Regions from separate parts of the Sus scrofa genome. Here region 1 is linked to region 2. Evidence: chromatin contacts called from public HiChIP or PLAC-seq data. All regions are on one chromosome and are shown on one strand. Each heading gives the region's core, a stretch centred on a gene start, on an enhancer-like site or on the middle of the called end of the contact. The rest is flanking DNA. Distances are from core to core; before and after follow the strand shown. Region 1 has its middle 35 kb from the start of FOXL2. Region 2 holds the start of MRAS (ras-related protein M-Ras).

The links. HiChIP or PLAC-seq counts read pairs in DNA pulled down with a chosen protein or histone mark.
Region 1: an H3K27ac HiChIP or PLAC-seq map of alveolar macrophages shows a contact between it and region 2. The contact joins the enhancer-like site here to the promoter of MRAS in region 2. A contact is called at or near these places in 2 of 5 promoter capture datasets (fetal liver and liver), 16 of 47 Hi-C or Micro-C datasets (alveolar macrophages, brain, embryonic fibroblasts and 10 more) and 1 of 2 datasets of contacts at active chromatin or transcription factors (alveolar macrophages).

The regions. Positions count from the first base shown.
Region 1 is chr13:79,673,444-79,677,094 of Sscrofa11.1, reverse strand. No RefSeq gene overlaps it. Among named protein-coding and RNA genes, the nearest start is that of FOXL2, 35 kb to the left of the region's middle. Within about 2 kb of position 1,379, at least 43 of the 83 cell types and tissues checked have an H3K27ac peak or open chromatin away from gene starts, as enhancers often do. A contact at or near this core is called in alveolar macrophages, brain, fetal liver and 6 more, where this site is marked.
Region 2 is chr13:79,135,337-79,138,927 of Sscrofa11.1, reverse strand. It overlaps MRAS (ras-related protein M-Ras), which reads right to left and starts at 1,439. Exons shown (of 7, transcript XM_021069517.1): 1 at 1,308-1,439.

The DNA of each region.
Region 1 (3,651 bases), core at 130-2,629, 540 kb before region 2:
ATTAAGAAGATGTGGCACAGGGAGTTCTCTGATGGCCTAGCAGGTTGAGGCTCCTGAGTTCTCACCACTGTGGCTCTGGTTGCTGCTGTGCAGCATAGGTTCAGTGCTTGGCCCAGGAATTCCCACGTACTGCCTGTGTGGCAAAAAAGAAAAAAAAAAAATACAAAAAAAAAAAGACACCCCAAAACACAAGAGAGAATCTGAAATAAACGTTGCAACTCTCATTAAAAGAGAAGATGTGGTACATATACACAATGGAATAATACTCAGCCATAAAAAAGAACAAAATAATACCATTTGCAGCAACATGGATGCAACTAGAGATTCACACAAGTAAGTCAGAAAGACAAATACCTTATGATATCACTTATATGTGGAATCTAAAATACGGCACAAATGAACCTATCTACCAATCAGAAACAGACTCACAGACATGGAGAACAGACTCATGGTTGCCAAGGAGAAGGGGGGGAGGGAGTAGGATGAACAGGGAGTTTGGGGTTAGTAGATGCAAACTATTACATTTAGAATGGATAAGCAATGAGGTCCTACTGTACAGCACAGGGAATTATATCCACTCTCTTGGGATTGACCATGATGGAAGATAACACAGAAAAGGAATGTATCCAAATGTGTATGACTGGGTCATTTGCTGTATAGCCAAAATTGGCACAACACTGTAAATCGATACTTTAATAAAAACAAATGAATTCATTTTTTAAAAAACAAAACAAAAACAAATAAAATTGTCTTTGAGAGAGCAAGAATCTGACAAGGACAGAGTTCCCTTGTGGTGCAGTGGATTAAGGATCAAGCACTGAAGCGGCTTGGGTCACTGCTGTGGCACTGGTTGGATCCCTGGCTGGGGAACTTCTTCATGCCCTGGGTACGGCCAAAAAACCAAAAACTGACAAGAACAACAACAACAGCAAAACTGTAATCATGTTATGCAAAAAGAGAACAATGAGAAAATTTGGGAACTGCCCCTTGCCTCTCCCCTGACTGCACCCCAGACTCCTCCAGCTGCCTCCAGTGTGGTTTCCAGCCCTAGAGGTGGATGGGTGAGCCCTACCAACAGCAGGAAGGGAAGGCTGACCCTAGGTTAACAGTCCTACCAAGAACTAGGAAAGAGAACAAGCAAACCTGCACTTCCAGGGAATACACACCTATGTTCCAGTGAAGGGGAGGACTTCTAACAGAAACCGTGAGGTATTTTCTCCGTGTTTTTTTTTTAAAAACAATAACTATGCATTCCCTTTATAATCATACATGCCTTGTCAAAACTAGAATAAAAAGAACAGTATAGATAAGTGGCGGGGATAGAGTACAGAGGAGGGAGCCCTCCCACTTGGAGCCCTCACACCATCCGTGAAGGCAGGAAACGAAACTTGAGTGCCAACATCAACAGGAACCATCCTGTTTTTGTCATTCCTCAGCAATTCAAACCCCGTCCCACCTTAATGTGCCTATTTCCAACGATCCAGGGCCCCAACCACTAAGTGAAATGGACCCGGGTATTCTAGGTTAAGGGCAGGGCCTGGAGGAGACACCCACACCAGGTTCCCTTGGGCCAAGCAGGCCCTAAAGGCGCGCTTGGGTTGCGGGGTGAGGGCCGCGGCCACCAGGTGGCGCCCTGATATCTGCTCGGGCGGCAGGCGGCTCTTTCCTACCAAAAGGGAGCGGGACAGGGGGTCCATCACATCGTGCCCGAGGGGACGCGCTTGGGGAGCGGGACAGGGGGTCCACCACATCGTGCCCGAGGGGACGCGCTTAGTGCCCGCGGACCGTGGAAGCTCGATCCCAAACCCAGGACAGGGTCGAGGGACGTCAAGTCCCACCGAGGACTGGAGGGCCACCGCCTCTGCCTTCTGACCTCGCAGCCCCTCGCCTTCCGGGAAGGCGAAGGAAGATGAGACCGGAGCTGGGACGAGGTAAAGCCAGGCTGTCCCCAAATAAGGGGACCTGGCACTTGAAAAAAGCAAATCTTGCGGATGACGCCATGGAAGAAGGCACCAGAATCTCGACCTTCCTCCCCCTTCCCCGCCGGCCCCGCCCCGAGCTTCGCCCTTCCCTAGCCCTCCTTCCTCTTCCCGTCCCGGGCAAAAGCAGAAGTGTCTGCAAGTCCGGAGGAAACGAGCCCGGGAGCTCCTGTGGTTTCCAGCGCGCTGGCAGGAGGGAGGCCCCTCTGCAGCCCCGCGCGGCGCCGACTCTGGCTGAGGGTGGCCGCCAGAGGGCGCTGTGGTGCGGAAGGGCCGCGCCCCTGAGATCAGTCGCTGTCCATTTTGGGTGCCAAGTGACCTTGAGCCCAGCGGCAGAGAGTCTCTCTTGGCCCCTAGATCCTGGTAGGATTCCTGTCGAGCCCTGAGGGCAGGCCCTCTGTCCCACTGGCTGCTGCACCTCCTACTCCTGGAACAGAAAAGAATAAGCACCATATTCACCAAGCATTGGTGAATGCTCCCGGGCTCTTGTGAGGTTTATGTTTTGTTGTTGGGGGGGAGGGGGGAACTGGAAGATTGACAGTAAAAAGTAGTAAATAGGAGTTCCTGCTCCGGTGCAGTGGGTTAAAAACCCAACAGCAGCGGCTTGGGTCACCGTAGAGGTGCAGTTTGGATCCCCAGCCCATCGCAGTGGGTTAAAGGATCCAGCGTTGATGCAGCTGTAAGCCTAGGTCTCAGCTGTGGCTTGCATTCAGTTCCTGACCTGGGTACTTCCACAAGCTGTGGGTGCGGCCATTAAAAAAAAAAAAAAAAAAAAAGTAGTAAATAGATGTCAGAAGGAGAGAGATGCTATGGAAAAAAACAAAGGAGAGGAAGAGGGATATGGAGTTGTAGAGTGAGGTGGGAATTCTTATTTTATCCAGGGTGGTCACAGAAAGCCTCTCTTATCAAAGGGAGACACTTGAGCAAATACCTAAAGGAGGGGCTGAGGGCAGCCAAGCAACTCTCTGAGATAAGAACAGAAAAATAAAGAGTTTCCTGGTGGCTCAGCAGGTTAAGGATCCCGTGATGTTACTGCTGTGGCTCTGGTTAGTGCTGTGAGGCCAGTTCCATCCCTGGCACAGGAACTTCTGCCTGACGTCTTGACAAAAAAAATTAAAAAGTAAAAATAACAGAAAAATAAGGAACACTTCACACTTGTGTTAAAAGAATTTTCAAGGCAGGATGCCACACTAGGCAACAGCCCCTCTGATGTGACACCTGTCTGCCCCACTTCAGCCAGCCATGTATCCATCCAACCATTTCTTTAGTCAGCTGTCCAGATCCCAAGTGGCTGTGGCTATGGCGTAGGCTGGCAGCTATGGCTCCAGTTCAACCCTTAGCCTGGGAAGTTCCATATGCTGCAAGTGCAGCCCTAAAAAGCCAAAGGAAAAAAAAAAAAAAAAGAAAGAAAAAGCCCTAACTTGACTTGTTACTTTAATAGTCAGTCAATATCTATCAAAATTTCAAAATGCACATATCTTTTGACCCAGCAATTCTACTTCTAGGAGCTTATCCTAAAGATATACTTGCACATAGACTCATAAGCAAGAAAGTTTGTGCCAGCATTGTCAAAGCTGGAAACAACCTTATTGTCCATCAACCCAGGATTAGTTAAATAAATTATGATGCATCCATCCCGTGAAAGATTGAGCAACCACTAGAATTAATGAAG
Region 2 (3,591 bases), core at 190-2,689:
CAACCATCACCCTTATCTAATTGCGGAACGTTTCATAACACCCTCCCCCCTAAAAAAACCCAAAAACAAATGAACCCACTTGCAGTCGCTCTCCATTCCCCCTTCCTCCCAGCCCCTGGAAACTGCTAATCTACGTTCTGTCTCCATGGATTTGCCTACTCAGGACATTTCATGTAAGTGGAATCATACATGTGGTCTTTTGTAACCCAGCTTCCTTCACTTGGCAAGATATTTTCAAGGTTCATCCACGTTGCGGCATGTAGCAATACTTCATGCCTTTTTGTGACTGAATAGAATTCCATTGTGTGGGTACCCCACATGTCATCTTTCATCAGCTGAAGAACAGTTAGGTTGATTGCATTTGGGGGCTATTATGAATACAGCTGCTATGAACTTTGTGGGCAAGTCTTTGTATGAACACTTTCATTTCTGTTGGGTATATACCTCAGAATAGAATTGTGGGTTATATGCTAACTACGCATAACATTTTGAGGAGCCCCCACACTGTTTTCCAAAGCGACTGCACAATTTTTTATTCTGACCAACCATGTATAAGCGTTCCATGCCTCCACATCCTTGCTAACACTTGGTATCATGTCTTTTTTATTATAGCCATGCTATTGGAGAGTAACGGGGAGCGGTATCTCATTGTAGTTCGACGTCATTTTTGAGGACCTTCTTTTAGTAGGACATCATCGCGGAGGTGACTTGGAACCAGGTTTGCACATCCAGGGAAGCCATTCATTTTGAGAGCTTCACCCACCACCCCAGGCCTGGGGGAACCTTGCTGCCCTGAGTCCTTCATGCCATGCTTGGGACTCCCAATCTGATGCCAGTTTCTTTTCTTTTTCTTTTTTTCTTTTTTTCTTTTTGTCTTTTTGCACTTTCTAGGCCCGCTCCCTCAGCATATGGAGGTTCCCAGGCTAGGGGTCGAATCGGAGCTATAGCCACCAGCCTACGCCAGAGCCACAGCAACACGAGCCACCTCTGCAACCTACACCACAGCTCAAGGCAACGCTGGATCCTTAACACACTGAGCAAGGCCAGGGATGGAACCTGCAACCTCATGGTTCCTAGTCAGATTCGTTAACCACTGAGCCACGACAGGAACTCCCTCTTTTTCTTTTTCTTTTTCAAATCATTTTTAGGGCCGCACCTGCAACATATGAAAGTTCCCATTCTAGGGGTCGAATCCGAGCTACAAATGCTGGTCTCTGCCACAGCCACAGCCACGCCAGGGCATTGCAGTAAAACTTTCCTCCAGAACTCCCTACCTCATTGTGGTCCCTGAGGGTTCAAGGTCTTACCTTTAGACATCAGGAGAACACAGGCCCACCCCACCCAGCCAGTGGACCAAGATTCAGGGCCTTCTGACCCCAGGGCCTCCACTCTTTCCTTCTGTCTTGTGGCCTCAGCAGCAGGTCAGTTGTGTGTGTGTTTGGTGTTGGGAAAGCGGGAGAAGGTGAAGAAAACACAAGCGCTCGTCTCAGTCCCATTCGGGCCTGTGGCTGGAATCACTCTTTTGCAGACTGTGGAGCACCAACCAGGGGTTAGCAGAAGAGGCTCACCCCACCCCCAGGCCCATTCTTCCCTCAGCTGACCTTTCTTCTGTGCCAAGTACAAGGCCTTTCTTCCCCCAGGCTGCCCTGATCTGGTGCCAAGAACTATGTAGTCTTCTCTCAGGGTTGTCATGTCTTTACCAATCAGGTTCAGACATTTCTTTTTTCTTTTCTTTTCTTTTTTTTTTTTTTTTTTTTTTTTTGTCTTTTTAGGGCTGCACCCACAGCATATGGAGGTTCCCAGGTTAGGAGTCCAATCGGAGCTGTTGCTGCCAGCCTACACCAGAGCCACAGCAATGCCAGATCCGAGCAGCATCTGTGACCTACACCACAGCTCACAGCAACGCCGGATCCTTAACCCACTGAGCGAGGCCAGGGATCGAACCCGCAACCTCGTGGTTCCCAGTCAGATTCGTTTCCACTGGGCCATTATGGGAACTCCAGGTTCAGCCATTTCTCATCTTCAGTTCTCCCTGCACCCGCCACACCCAAGATTTTTTTCTGTGATGCTTGTGGTCTATCCTTCACATTGGTTCCCTCTTGCTCTCTGCAGCCAGAAGAGCAGTTTTCAATCAATTTCCCATTCATGGCCAAACTTCTCCAACCCGCTTTTTTTTTAATTAATTAATTAATTTTGGGGTGGGGGCCTCACGTGTGGCATATGGAAGTTCCCAGACTAGGGTTCAGATCGAAGCTACAGCTGCCAGCCTACACCACAGCCACAGCAACGTGGGATCCAAGCTGCATCTGCAACCTACACTACAGCTCACAGAAACACCAGATCCTTAATGCACAGAGCAAGGCCAAAGATTAATCCCAAGACCTCATGGATACTAGTCAGGTTCTTAACCTTCTGAACCACAACGGAAACTCCAAAAGTTTTTGATCATTTGTTTTTCTCCCTTTGGTCACTTGCAGTGAGTGACTTTTAAACATTTTGGCCTGCAACCTATAGGAACAAAGAGGTTTGGCATTGTAAACCAAAACATGTGCATATACACCGCTGAAACAAAAATTTCAAGAAACAATACTTACTATTACTACATACGATGTACTCTGACTTGCTCTACACTGTTTCATTAGAAAATGCTAGCGAGACCTACTAAATTGATTTCATACCCCACTAATGGGCTGTGACCTACAGTTTGAAAAACTCTGAACCCCATTTTGACACCTAGAGTCTCAGCATAGCAACATGATAAAAATTTGTCAAGGAAGAAAAGTCCAAAATTCCCAACTTGGCTCAGCAGTGATGAACCCAACTAGTATCCATGAGGACAGGGGTACGATCCCTGGCCTCGCTCAGTGGGTTAAGGATCCGGCATTGCTGTGAGCTGTGGTGTAGGTCACAGACATGGCTCGGACCCCAAGTTGCGGTGGCTGTGGTGTAGGTTGGCAGCTAGACCTCTGATTCAACCCCTAGCCTGGGAACTTCCATATGCCATGGGTGCGGCCCTAAAAAGACCAAAAAAAAAAAAAAAAAAAAAGGTCCACTCTAGGATTTTGAAACACATGCTGGGACCATAGTTTGAAAAGGGTTCTGAGTTTCAAAGGCTGAGGGGATTCTGCCTTCTAGGTAGGACATAGTAAGTTGTGGCAGGCCACTTCTTCTAGAGCAGCAAAATAAGATGAGGCTTTCCCGCTGTTCCCCTTCCCTCCCCTAGTACCTTTGCTAATTTGGAGCACTAGTTGATGACCAATCTTTGCCCAAAAGGAAGATTTCTAATGGAGTAAAGAGAAACCAGCAAAGCTTTTAGTGGCCACATGATATTAGGATGGTAAATTGGAAATAGGGGGCCTTAAACATACAACCAGTTTTCCGCACATGACATTTGCTGAGTTCTGGGCCCAAGAATGCATCATAAAAAGCAGAGCAAAATCTTCCAAAATCCCACAGTGCTTAGAAAATAAAGCCTTCCCAAGAAGAAAGAGCCCACCTCAAAAACAAGGCCAGCTCCATCTCTGCATGAGATTTGCCAGGTTTGGGATTTTTTGTTTGTTTGTGTGTATGCCTTGAAGCATATGGAGTTCC